2 separate regions of the Mus musculus genome follow, and region 2 is linked to region 1. Evidence: chromatin contacts called from public HiChIP or PLAC-seq data. All regions are on one chromosome and are shown on one strand. Each heading gives the region's core, a stretch centred on a gene start, on an enhancer-like site or on the middle of the called end of the contact. The rest is flanking DNA. Distances are from core to core; before and after follow the strand shown. Region 1 overlaps Gm30974 (a long non-coding RNA gene). Region 2 overlaps Sulf1 (sulfatase 1).

Region 1 (7,205 bases), core at 1,906-4,405:
TTCCTCCTGCTGAGAAGTACTTCCCCTTTTGCTTGTGCATTTAAGCCTTGAGCCTTGCTCAATACAGTAACACCTTGATGCTACTCAGACTGCTTCCTTGTTGTTCCTACACTTGGTGTCTGCCTCTCCCTCCCCCCATTTGGTTCTTAGAAGAAGGTTCCCTTGAGACCTTCGAATAACTGAACCTGCTGGATGGGTCAATTACCTACTTATCTATTGATGAATATCTAGATCAGTTCTGTAATCTAGTTCTGTATTTTAGCTGTAGTAAATGTGATACAATAATCACAGTAACACAATGCTCCCCACCACCCCCCACCAAATTTTATATCTTCAAACTGTATCTTGATTGTATGGTAGTTCTAGTTTGGGGTGTAGGGGAGTATCTATTTTGGTTTCCATACTAGATGTACTAATGTCTTCAACTTATTCACCTGACATGAGATTAATATCCAGAATATAAAATGTGGTTAATATTGAAGAAATTTCTATAAACCGTTGAGTAAAAGTATCTGGATGAAATGTTATGTAAATATCTGTTTTGTCCATTTGGATTATAAATACCAGTTATTGCTATCATTTCTCTGTTTTGTTATTGGGTAGATGACCTGTTTATTGAAAAAAGTGGGAAATTGAAATCTCCCACTATCAGTGTGTGAAGGTCAATATGTGTTTGAGACTGTAGTAGTGTTTCTTTTACAAACTTGGGTGCTCTTGTGTTTGGTACATAGATATTAAGAATTGCAATGTCCTCTTGGTGGAATTATCTTTTAAAAAGTTTGTTGTTATTTCTTATCTCTTTTGATTAGTTTTTGTTTAAAGTTTATTTTGTCAGATATTAATTCGGCTACATCAGATTGTGTCTTATGTCTATTAGCTAGGAACATGTTTTTCCATTCGTTTACTCTGGGTGATTGCGTTATTGTGATTATTGTACCTTGATGTTAAGATGTGTTTCTTGGTTTTTTTGTTTGTTTGTTTTGTTTTGTTTTTGTTTTTCTAGACAGGGTTTCTCTGTATAGCCCTGGCTGTCCTGGAACTCACTTTGTAGACCAGACTGGCCTCAAACTCAGAAATCTGCCTGCCTCTACTTCCCGAGTGCTGGGATTAAAGGCATGCCCAGCCAAGATTTGTTTCTCGAATGCAGCTGAAAGATGGATCCTGAGTATGCCACCATTCTGTTAGCCTATGCCTTTTTGTGAAGTAATTGAGACCATTGATGTTCAGGGATATCACGGAGTGAGTGGTATGGGGTTTGTTGATTCTTTGTATTTAGTTGTGTTATATTTTGTGTATGTGTGTGAACACATGGAATATCTTATTTTCTCCATCTATTGTAATTACTTGATATAGTAGTCTTGGCTGTCATTTGTGGTCTCTTAGTACCCCTTTCCAGGCCTTTCTGGTTTTATTGTCTCCATTGAGAATCAGGTGTTATTCTAATGGACCTATATCTAATACATCTATGCTTGGTCTTTTTCCCTTGAAGCTTATGACATTCTTTCTTTCTTAATGATCAAAGTTTGTCATTTAGTTTTTTGATGATTATGTGCCAAGAGGATTTTCTTTTCTTGTCCAGTCTTTTTGGTGTTCTGTATGCTTCTGGTTCCTTGAAAAACATTTCTTAGGGCAGGTGGAAGGTATGGGGAATGTTAGGAATAGCATTTCAAATGTAAATGAAGAAAATAGCTAATAAAATTTTTAAAAAGACAGACATTTCTTTTAGGTTAGGGAAAGTTTCTTCTATGAATTTGATGAAAATGTTTTCTGTGCCTTTTACCTGGGTTTCTTCTCTTCTCTCTTGCTATTATTGTTAGATTTGTTCCTTTCATCATAGCCCAGATTTCCTGGATGTTTGTGATAGAAGTTTTCAAGATTTAACATTTTTTGGCTGATGTATCTATTTTTTCTCTCATGTCTTCAATGCCTAACATTCTCTATCTACTGTACTCTGCTGGTGAAGTTTGCCTCTGAAGTCACTGTTTGAGTTCTTAAACTTTTCATTTTTAGATTTCCCTCAGTTTTGATTTTCTTTATTGATCTCATTTCCATTTTTCAGGCTTAAACTGTTTCCTTCATTTTCTCCTGTAAGTTGTTTGTGTTTTTATTCATTTCTTTAAAAGATGTATTAATTTCTTTTTAAGGACACCGATCATATTTATAAAGGCTATTATCAGGACTTTTTCTTGTACTTTAGCCATAGTGGCATATTCAGGGCCTGCTGTGGTGGGATTGCTAGACTCTAGTGGAGACATATTATCTTGGCTGTTACTAAATGTGATTTAAAGGTTTTTAAGGTGATTTCCTAGGCATTTGAGTTTGAGAAGATTATAATTCTTGATGCTGATATCTAGTCTTGTCTTTGTTGGCTGGATATCTTGTTTGATTCATTTGCTCTCTCTGGTAATTAGGAGAATATGGTGACTGTGTGTTGCCTAGTAGGAAACTCTTTTGGGATTCTGATAGATGTGGCCACTGGAGGTTCCAAGAAAAATATATTCTAGATATTTGGAACTGACACTTAGGAACGGGGATGGACTAGGATGAGGGGCTGGGGGGGGGGCGTCCAATAAAGAATGAAAGCAGGGTGTTTCATCAGGACCTGCTTAGTCCCTTGGGAATGGGTGAGAGAATGAGGAGAGGCCACAGCATGTGTATAGTAATGATATTTTAAATAAATCCTGATGCAGGGTTACAACTGTCTCAACGGTTTATGTTTTCGATTGAAAGACACATACACAGCCTTTATATTTTGATATGCCTTAAAAGCACCACAATAGCTGGGCAACTGCCTAATGTCCATGCTGTTAAAATCTACCTCTCACCAGTAACTCCAAGTTACTACTTACCAATGTATATTTTCTATCTTGGCTTCTCTTGACCCAATTGAGCAACTGTCTGTGTAGCATTCCCTTTACATAGTAGCTTTGCTTCTCCCTCCTAAACTTTATTCTCCTCCCATAGCTGCCTCTATGTCTTTATCCTTCCCCTTGCTATGGTCCCAAACCCTGGAACCCTAAACCTATGTCTCTCCTCTTCAGCTATTAGCAGCTGGCATCTTTATTTACCAATCAGAATTAATTGGGACAGGTTCCCAGAAGCTACATTCAGACTTTCTCTTGCAAACAGTTTTAGAGGACCCAATTAGCATTAGAATACAAACAGCTACACAGGTGGTCTGCTACTGAGCTGGGAATGAGGCTAAGCCATTAGATGGAGAAATGGAGAGGAAGGTGAATATCTGCATTCCTCTACTTGATTTCCTAGTCTGAATGGCTTGTGGGTTTCTTCCTAGGGAGTCCCTGCTGGATCTGGGGGCTGGGATAGAGCAGTGAGTTCTGGGAAGGAAAGTTTGTAAGGGAAGATCTATGTGAGATACTGGAGGTGGGAGAAGGGACACAGGGGAGGTCTGCCACAGATGTGAGCATAAGACTGAGAGACTGGATTTGGAGGAAAGAAGGAACAAATGAAGATCTGCTGGGATGCTTTAATAATTATATATTAAACCATATTCTGAATTACCCTGTTATGAAGGTATGCAAATATATTGGCTTAATAAGGTAGAAATGTAATACTAAAAGTTATGAATATGACAACCTAAGAAAAAATTAATAACCAAATATGCTTATGTCAAAATAAAATTTTATCTCCCTAATTCAAACTAGTCATTTTTTAATTTTAAGCCTCATACAACATATATGATAAGGAGGAGACACCAGAAACAGGCTCAAACACTTTGCAGATATGAAGATCTTTTCAGAAGAGGGCTCTTTTAAAGTTGCAATGTTTCAAATAACTGGACACAATCCAGGAAACCTTTTAAACTAATCTACAAGCTCATAAAAAGATTTTTGCAGTAAACACATGTTCAGAAATTATACAGCTGATTAGCAAGCAGGTAAAGTACTTCCATATAGACTTTTATCTCCAGAGGGAATAAAGATGTAGTTCAAAGTCTAGAGAATTTTGTCAAAATCCAAAGAATACACACAATGTCTTGATTTCAAAATGTCCTGCTGCATGAAAACTGTTCCTGATACTTTATCTGCTGAAAGAGAACACCACACAATGCTTTAGTTATTTGTTTTGCCTCCATGACAGAGAGCATAAACACATTTAATTTGCCCATTAGAGACAATGCTTTGCTGGGAATGAAACAGACTGACTCTGAAGAGCCATTTCTGTTCATAACAGGATACCAGATGCCATGCACCAAATCCCAGCTCTCTCCTATGTATCACTATCGCTAGCCGAAGGAGAAAAAGTTGTTAGTCTCCTTTTGTTTGAAAAGAGACTAAGAATATTCTCAAATTCAGATGCCTAAATATGACCATAGAATATACATATTCACTTATTAAACAATGTTTTTGGCAACTCAAATAGAAAAATAACTTTGGTTATGGAATTTATCTTGTCTATTTCACCATTATTCAAGGTTACTATTGACACTTAGTTTTTGCTAATACAAAACTCACTGAGGACCATACTGTGGAGTATAAGGGAAAAATTTAAAGGTGACGATCCGATTAATAAGATATGTTCTATTTTGATTATAAACCTTAAACAGGAAGCTTACAGTAGACAGAAACTTGAAAACCTTGCACAAGTTCTTGTACAATTTGGAAAGTTTTGCACCATGGATATTTGTTATGCAAGAAAGAAGTGAAAACTACCATAGGACCATGCATATTAGTTGCGTATGAAATATGAATAAATTTAGCATTTAGACATGGGTCCCATCTCCTAGTTAGTTCATTGTATACATGAGAATATCCCAGCCTCTGACAAATCATGAAACTGGAGACATTAAGTCTCAAGCGTTTAAGGGAAGCCTTGCCTGCAGCAGCTGTGTAATTGGATAAAGGCCTAGTGTCTTACAAGTGATCTTTCTATGTATGTAACTAAATGTCAACTCAGTCTCTGATGAGTGATTTTCACTGCAGTTAACACTTTTGAAAGCCTTCTAGTTTGGAAAGCAAATAGCAATGTCTGGTTTCTATCCCGGCTTGGATGGTGTTTGTGGTTCATCATTCTGAATGATTAAGAAGCAACATTGTGTGACTGGCCCACTTAGTTTTTATTGCCAGGTAGGGTATTTTCTAAGGGTCCGTTCAATTTTTATCACTGAAAAGACCAACCACAGTGAATGGTTTATGTGTCTTTCTGAAATGTATAAAAAGCATTACCAAAAAAACAATTAACAGACATTAAGCACACATGAAAAGCTGTGCAGAGTGCTTTCGGCATTTGTAATGTATTTATAATTGCAAACCTTGTTAAATGTTTTCTTATGGAGACTGGAGAGATAGCTCCAAGGTTAAGCTTGATCTTCCAGGTTGCTTTTCCTGCTTTCTAGAGGATCTGAATTCAATTTCGAACACCATGTCAAATGACTTCCAAATGCTTATATTTTCAGCCCCTGGGGATCCAATGCCCTATTCTGCCCTCTGCAGGCACTTGCACGCAAATGGCATGTGCTCACACATGCATATAACAACGTTTCATTTTTTAGGATATAAAGAAGAGAAATATAATAAAATTCAAATTCACAGACTGTCTACAAATACTACAAACATTAACCATTACAGAAAAACATTTATTTTACTAATAATATCTACCCCTGAAAGTATGGTGCACCCAAATATGTGTGTTAGATTTTACATAATAAAAAATAAACAAAATAATAAAATGTTTAATAATGACAAGAGCATGGCTGTGTGCATGCAAACTGAGTTTTTATTGATGTGGTGGGTTGTATTGTGTTGTGGTAAGGTGTAGTGGTATGGTGTATGTGTATGGTGTAGTGGTATGGTGTGGTGTGGTGGGCTTCTTCTCAAAAGCTAAGCTCACGTGGATCAAGCTTCATATCTGTGGAAACTCTCCACGTCTAGTAGTTCATTCATTGTATCTTTGTCTTGTGACATCCAAGGAAATAGAGATACTTAGGCATGGGTTTCTGTGACATAAATGTTCCAAAGATAATGTTTACAAATGAGTGCTGTTGATGAAATGCGGGCTCTAGGTTTTTGAAAATGTTGTGGTTTTATAATCCGTGATATAATTGTGCCCTTCTTTAAAATTCCTGTTAGTGACTTAGCTTCTTTTTATTTCATAAGTACACTCCTTAGAGTATAGCATAAGGACATCCAACACTTTGCATTTTCTTTTCTACATCTTATTTTGAGATGATAACCAGGAATACAGCAGAATATTTTAGAGTGAAATTTGTCTTGGTAGATAATGGAACTTTTTGCTGATTTCTTTAATAAGCAAGTCTGTTTACAGGCCTGAAAGAAGTGCAGAGGATCATCTATTGGGAAGATGATCTATGAATGACTTCCTGAGAGAATCTTCTTTCATATGAATTTTTAAGGACTTTGGAGTTTGCCATTTCAACAGCCATGGAACTAAAAGAGAAGGGATGAAAGAAATTTTCAACTGTCAGTGACAATTGCACTGCTTTCTGGTTGGAAAAAAAACTACAGTATCCAAACTCCATAATCCACAGTATGAGAAACAGTCACCCACTCTATTGTTCAAAACTCAGACCTCTAGAATATTGATTACATTCATAATTAGTAATGTCTTCCATCAACCTCTTATGCTCCATGATGGCATGCAGTCAACTCTTTCAACATTTCTAAATATTTTTCTAGCATCTCTTAAAACAAGTACTTTTATCAGCTCTTGAATCTAATTAGGATCCTACCTAACTCTAATTATCTTTCTACAATAAAAATGACTGACAGCTAATCTGAAGAACATGACTCAAAGTCCATGTGGATTTGGAATAGCAACTGTCCCTTTAATGGGCCTGTTTCTACTTAGTATTCATCAGTGATGTGGGTGAGGCAGATGCTCTGTCTGAGTATTTGGTTTGAAGAGCTAGAAACATAAGCCAGCTCCTCTCCGGGCTGCCTTTGCTCAGTCGTGACATTACTGTGAGATTTGCCAACAAGGGGGAAAAATTTAGTAATCATAGGATAATTGAGAATGTTTGCCTGGTTCCCAGCTATCTAGGTTAAATCTTAAGAAGTCTGTGAGACTACATCTGTATCAAGACATTTTCCACACTGAACAGTTCTTAATTCCAAGCCAGACCGTATCCCAAACCGGAAGAAGGAGCCTAATTACCTAGTCTGTCCAAGTGACTATGTTTGGGCCAGGTCCCAGCATGTAAGATTGCTTTGAGGAGCTCTTAAATT
Region 2 (7,205 bases), core at 2,654-5,153, 720 kb after region 1:
TCTTCTTAAGTTAATTATGAAATCTGAGAAGAGAAACAAAAAGAACAAAAAAGATCCTCCCGCCAGTTGGTGGTGCACTCCTTTAATACCAGCACTAGGGAGGCGGGCTGATCTCTAAGTTCAAGGCCAGCCTGGTCTACAGAGAGAGTTCTAGGACAGCCAGTGCTACATAGAGAAACCCTGTCTCGAGAAACAAAACAAACACAAAGAACCTCTACTTCTGCTATGGGCTCACCCTGTCAACTTCTGTTTCTTCATTCCTCCTGTTGGTCGGCTCCGTCATCCCTGACTGAGGTTCTGGTAGGAGAGAAGGGTTCAAGGTTGCTAAATATTGTAGGAGTATGCATAGGACATATATATATGTATATATATATATAACATATATATATATAACAGTAATTATCCAAAATCTTTGTGTTGTTTAGATTTTAGAATAGTTACATACCTAATGTGATCTTAGAGATGAGACTCATCTAAACACAAAATGCATATATATATCATGTGAACACTGAACACAGCCTAATGGTAATCTCATACAGTGTCTTCCATAACTCTATCCAGGAGATGATTGGTTGTATTTCTGTTTGTTGTGCAGTGTAGGTACTAAAAGTGGAAAATTCTGAATTTTAAATTTATCAAAATCCTATGGTGTGTAAGTTTTGCTTATGGCATTCACTACACTGCCCTCGCCATGTTTGTGACTATTTGAGCCTTTGAAGTACTTTTCCAATAATTCTTCCTTCAAATGTTTATCCATTCCCACCACTTTCTCCCAGATTGCCCCTACATGTGTGTTACCATCATTGATGCTAAAATCACCAGCCACCCCAGTTACTGAGACAGAATTCACATTCAGCTTCACTGTTGTGGTTTTTCCAGTTAGTATGTCTATTTAGTTGGTTTTTAATTCTGTTGTTTTTTTTTACCATTTGCCATTACTTCCTTATTCCTTATTATTTTTTCTTAAAATGTGTTGCTATTAGAAACAGGGCCTCACTACATATCCCTGGCTGGCCTGGAACTCATTGCCCTCGAACTCACATCTAATTGCCTGTCTGTGCCTCCCTAATGCTAGGATTAAAGGCCATGACTAGCTAGCTTCCTTAAAATTTGTGAACAGGGGCTGGAGAGATGACTCAGCAATTAAGAGTCTGTCTCTTCTAGAGGTCCTGAGTTCAGTTCCCAGCAACCACATAGTGACTCACATCCATCTATAATGGGATCTGATGCCCTCTTTGGCATGCAGGTGTACATGCAGATAGAGTACTCATGCATATTAAATAAATAATAAATAAATAAATAAATAAATAAATCTTTTTAAAAATTCTGAACAGATATGCAATTTCTAAGTGTAAGCCTTCATAGGCTAATTATATCTTTTCTATTTATTTCCCCTCAACGCTAGAGCTTTCTAGCCAGCAAGCACCCTTCCCCTGAATTAAGTCCTAAATCTTTTTTTTCCTTTTCTTTCATTCTGTCTTCTTTTCCTTGGGTGCTAGGAATTGAAGACAGGGCTTCACACATGTTCATACTACTTCACCACTGTGCTTCGTTTTTAGCTTTTACAGCCCTTTTAAATCTCGGTTCTAGACAAGGCCTCACTATGGCTCAGGCTAGACTTGGGCTTGGGAAACTCCAGCTTCCAAAACCTGAGTAGCTGGGGTTATAGGCCAACAGACACAGCATCTTTCATTCCCACATCTCTGCTGAGTCCACCAAGTAACCTTCAGCCAGACCCATCATTTTCTGTCCATCCCCACTGGGCACTGAGATCCTCACAGGTACTGATGGGCTCTCACTGAGATCTGCATTGCCAGTGGGGGCTGAGGCTTCAGCACATGGAAAGATTCAATGAAGAAATGAATAACTGTTGTTAAAGATATCTGTATTGGTTAAAGTGTGAACATTTAGAGGAGACTGATAAATGCCTATGTGTTTTTGTAACATTTGCCGGTTTTCAGCAATGGAGAAATCAACTGAGAAACCAGATCCACATAAGCTAGATCTCAGGGCTGCAGCTGAACTAGTTCTGTGCTGAGCTTAGTCCCCTGCACAACTTTAGGATTGTACCCAAAAGGAAGAAGGCAACATGCTTCCTTCCAGAGTCTATAGGATAACGATGATAAGAAGCTGGGAACGGAATGACTTCCTTCAAGGGTTTCTGTATGAACAGCAGGATTAGAACGTCGAGAACCTTTACAAGTACTCTGGTGGCTTTTAAATTTAAACTTGATTGTCTTTTGGACTGCCTGTCTTGCACCTTCCTATGTCAAAAAGTTAACTCAAAAGGAAAGATAGTTAAATTGCCATGAATGACAGGAAATGTTCTCCGTTTTCATTTTCAGAGTTTTTTCCTAAAATCTTTTCTTTAAGGATTCATTTGATTTTATTTTGTATGTATGAGTGTTTGCCTGCATGTATGCATATGTACCACATGTATGTCTTGTGTCCCTGAAGGCCAGAATAGGGCATCAGATGTCCTGGAACTAAGGGGTGCAGAGAACTGAACCCAGGTCCTCTGGAAGAGCAGCCAATGGTCTTAACCCCTGCCTGAGGCATCACTCCAGCCCCTCTAACATCTTAATTCAATATCTTGAAAAGGGATATAATGTGAAATAATATTCATAAATGAAAAATGTAAGACTTATAGAAGTCTCTTAAAAATTGTCGATGTTAAAAATCTCTACATAAATGTGTACTATAAATGTAGGCTCATTCATTTTAGAAATATTCCTCTTGCACATGAGAGCAACAGTAAAAAAAAAAAAAAAATCTCTACATTGGCTACACATTTTACCTAGCATAGCTTCAGTCCAGTCCTAAAGGGTTCCTAAAATTCAGAAGTATTCCAACTGTATAACACAGAAACACACACCGGCTACTTTGTAGTTTAAATCTGGTTCTCATGGTATTGTTACTATCAATATTATACAGTCTTTTTTAATATTTAATCTTCCTTTACATCTACAACAGTAGTTCTCAACCTTCCTAATGCTGTGACCCTTTAATATAGTTCCTCATGCTGCAGTAATACCCCCAACTTATAATTATTTTGTTGCTACTTCATAACTGTAATGTTGCAACTATTATGAATCATAATGTAAAAATCTGATCTGCAATTCCAGGGGTCCACAGGTTGTAGACCATTAATCTATGGGATTCTTAAAATCAACTGTCCCTTTTCCTTCTGTATTTCTAATCTCTTTAAGTTAATAGCAGTAAGGAAGTTAGGTAAATTAGGTAAGGAAGTCTGCCCTGACTGTGATGTCCAGTCTCTTGGTTTGTTCTTCAGGTTGGCTTTGGCTAGTCACCCTTTACCTCAGATCTTTGATTACAGAACCCATCATGTGGAAATGATACCTTGACCTCAGCATGCAGGTTGAGGACCCCAGCAATTTTAACAGTAGAACAAAAACCTAGTGCGTTATTGTGGCAATGTAGTGACTATTCTGTTAAAAGAGCAGAGATTTTAAGTTGGTTGTTGAAAACTGTTGAAAACTATGGGTTTAGTTTCACTTTGTTTTTTGATTGTTTTTTTTTTTTTTCCCAAACATTCTCCCCTTGGTTTACATTGCCCAGTTAAGAATTTAAAAGGACGCCTTTGCTAAAGCCTCAGGTTCCACCTGGTTTGGGGGTGAAAGCACAGGAAGCCACTGCATTTTGCATAGTTTCCATTTGAAAAGGTCTACCAGCCCGGGTTCTCTTTCAGGGTGGGCCAGGCTTCCGGGAACCTTGGCCAAGCCTTTAGATAAACCTGCTGGAGGTTGGGATTTTGTATCAGATCCTCAAATGCCACTCAGCTAGTTCCACCTTTGAAAAGCTGCCATTGTAATGTCCCCAGAGTGTGCATAGCCATTCCTAAAGGGTGAGGTGGACTGACACCTCGTAGTGTAATGTGGGGGAGAATTTTTCAGCCACTTGGCATTTGTTCACTCTAATTGGGAAACCAGACAGGCTGGGTTATAGAGGCTCTGGTGTCAGGCAAAGTATTTGAGGAAGGAATTTCTTTTGATGTCTCAACAAAAGGATTTTCAAGTAAATAGCTTGGAGACCTATTTAATTCTTTTTCTTTTTTGCTTTGTTTCTTCCTTTACTTAAACATTCATCAATGCAACCAATATTCACCAAGCATTCCTACAGGCCAGGTGTGTTTTAAATGCCTGTCATTGTGACAACACCTGAGCAGATCAACTCAGGAAAACACTTTGTTTGCACTGTGTCAGGAGAGGACAAAAGACCGAAGTGTGTGGCAGAGAAGACTGCTCACTTCATGGATGAGACAGGGATGTCGATATTCCCTTCGAAGGCAGGCCCCAAATGCTCTGTCTTCCATTAGACTTCCTGCCTAAAGGTTTCACTACTTCCTGGGTACACCAGAGTTGATCAACAAAACCTTCAGAGAAAAACCTTTGGGGCACATCTAAGAATCAAACTATGAAACCAATCAGGATGCCATGTGCCCATAATTTCAGCCTTCAAGAGGCCAGTGCAGAAGGCTCACAAATTCAAATGTGAGCCTGAGCTACATAATAAGACACACTATAAAATACAAAACAAACAAATAAAAAACAAAAAATAATCAAACTATAGAATATGCCAAGCCTCATTCTAAGAATTTGAAATGTATCAGCGAGTAAAATATTTAGAGACCTGGAACTCTGTGTATATCATGTTCTAGTAAGAGGAGGAAGATAATCTACTCATTTCTACCAAGTCTATATAGTCTATTAGAACAGAGAGCAAAATGAGCAATCAGGTACATTGCAATGCTAAAAAGGAAGGTTTGCTGAGAAAAGGTTTAAATTTGAAGGACATAGAGAAGTCGAAGCTGGGAATCTTATAGAACACCAGGAAATGGAGGGATGGCTCAGTGGTTAAGGATACCCACAAGTTCAGTTCCCAGCACCCCTGTTGGCACTGACAACTACTTATGACTTTAGCCCCAGGGTATCTGTGTTCACATGCATATGTGTCCCCAATACATATGCATAATTAAGAATAATAAAAATAATCTTTAAGAAAGAAAGCATTCCATCGAGGAAAAAACTAACATAAAAAGACCACTATAAACCAAAAAAATAAAAAAGTAAAAAAAAAAAAAAAGCCGGGCGTGGTGGCGCACGCCTTTAATCCCAGCACTCGGGAGGCAGAGGCAGGCGGATTTCTGAGTTCGAGGCCAGCCTGGTCTACAAAGTGAGTTCCAGGACGGCCAGGGCTACACAGAGAAACCCTGTCTCGAAAAACCAAAAAAATAAAAAAGTAAAAAAAAAGACCACTATAAGTAGTCTGATGCAATATGAGAACCACAGAGAGACTGTGCACAGTAGTGTCACAGTAGTGTCCGGAAATGGTATCAGAGTCACCGCAGGCCAATACATGACCCATAGGCCATGGGAAGATTAAGGCGATTTCTCTGGATGAAAGGGAAACCGTTATTGAAGTTCACATAAAGGAATAGTGCTTTCTGACTTATGTTTCCAAAGGTTCTCTTTGCTGTGCTAGAAGCAGATGATAGATGAACAACAGCAGCAAGAAGAGACTTACTACGAGGCTATTAAAATAGAGGAGAGAACTTCACACTTATAGTAAGAGAAGCTTCAGAAATAGACACCAGCTATTTATAAAGGAAGAACCAACAGTATTACCTAATCAGTTGGATAGCAAATGTGAGAAGCATTTTTAAGAGAGGAGGAGGGAAGAGGGATGGAAAGCGGGATGGAGGGACTCACCTCCGGAGTTCAGTGGTTTCAGTAATTGAGTTGGGGATGTCTATTAGTCCTCCGATCGGAAATATCTTTTGGCATTTAGATCTACAATCATTGGAAATCATTAGCATGGTGTCCACAGTGATGGGTTTATAGACAGATGGAGCTGGGTGTGGGGAAGAAACAAGCCTGCTGTCTCAGTGCTGAGGAGGCTGAGGCAGGAAACCATGAGCTCAAAGATAGCCTGGGCTCAAAACACTGTAAGCATGGCACAGTGTAGAGGGAAGCCGATAGAAGCGCAAGGTGAAATGAAGCAAAGACAAAGTATGGCAGCTCTCACAATGATTTTTTTGTCAGTAAACAGGGGAAGTGGGACAAGAGAGTTAGTATTTTTAAGAGGTGGGACTAGAACGGTGGCTCAGCAATTAAGAGCCCCTGCTGTTCTTCCGCAGGACATCCTGTGGAAGTTCAGATCCCACAATAAAAATAAATCTTAAAAAAAAAAATTAGAGAAATCGCAGCATGTTTAGCATGTTTATACAGGGATGGAAATGGCATGGTTTTGAGGGGTAAATATGGAAGTTTAGAAAAAAGAAGAGAGTGTTACTGGTGCCCAGATTTTGAATATGTCAAAAAGATGGCACCTAACTCACAGACAGAAGAATCTACTTTAAAAGTGTGAGTGCTAGAGACATGGCTCAGTGGTTATGAGCACTGGCTGCTCCTCCAGAGGACCCAGGTTCAAGGCTATAGGGATCTCCTACAGTTATTCCTGCTTACTCAGTAAAGTGTGAAGCAGTTATGTTGAAGGTCAGAAAACAATGTGGGGAGAAGGGAGCTAGAGTAAAGTGAATGACTGAGAGGATGAAACAACAATCAGGAGAAATAAGGACGTTTGTCCACCGTTGGAAGGGGATCATGTCACTCTTATATGACCTGAGGACACTCAGGATTCGTGACTTTTCTCCAGGTATGCACCACACCAATGCATGAACAGGCTAAGCAAAATGCTAGAGTGACTCTGGTTAGACTGTTCCAAGTAGGAATAATAAGGTATTTGGCAGAGTACCAACCAAGGAGAGGAAGGTGGCAGAGAAGGAAGGGAGCTGAGAGTGTGTAATAGGTCTATATATAATTTTTTTTCTTGCTTATACATGTTTATTCACTTTTAATAAGATAATTGCCAATACATACATTATTTTTCTTAACTTTATTTTTACATTAAACCAATGTCTGTCATGCAGTCACCAAACCCTTCTAGTGAATCACACAGGTTTGTAGTCCACCTTGGACTCCAGCTTCTTGGAATCAGCCACTTTCCTGACTGCTTTCATGAAGTCTTCCTGAACTACAAAATTATGCTGTATATAATTTCTTACTGGAGAAGAGCAAAAATATCGAGGAGCCAGGGCAGGGCAGGTGACAGAGGTTTGGTCAAAGGACTAAACAGGCTGTCGCCGCAAAGACTTGGAATTAACTCTGAGAAGGAATGACCAGAGG

What was found. HiChIP or PLAC-seq counts read pairs in DNA pulled down with a chosen protein or histone mark.
Region 2: an H3K27ac HiChIP or PLAC-seq map of epiblast stem cells shows a contact between it and region 1, with 4 times the contacts expected there. The contact joins two enhancer-like sites. A contact is called at or near these places in 1 of 115 datasets of contacts at active chromatin or transcription factors (epiblast stem cells) and 1 of 9 other capture datasets (embryonic stem cells).

What each region holds. Positions count from the first base shown.
Region 1 is chr1:12,022,841-12,030,045 of GRCm38.p6, forward strand. Gm30974 (a long non-coding RNA gene) reads right to left here. Exons shown (of 4, transcript XR_373208.2): 4 at 6,244-6,407. Among named protein-coding and RNA genes, the nearest start is that of Gm30974, 35 kb to the right of the region's middle. Within about 2 kb of position 3,156, at least 5 of the 459 cell types and tissues checked have an H3K27ac peak or open chromatin away from gene starts, as enhancers often do. A contact at or near this core is called in embryonic stem cells and epiblast stem cells, where this site is marked.
Region 2 is chr1:12,741,003-12,748,207 of GRCm38.p6, forward strand. All of the region lies in intron 2 of Sulf1 (sulfatase 1), which reads left to right. Among named protein-coding and RNA genes, the nearest start is that of Sulf1, 52 kb to the left of the region's middle. Within about 2 kb of position 3,904, at least 39 of the 459 cell types and tissues checked have an H3K27ac peak or open chromatin away from gene starts, as enhancers often do. A contact at or near this core is called in embryonic stem cells and epiblast stem cells, where this site is marked.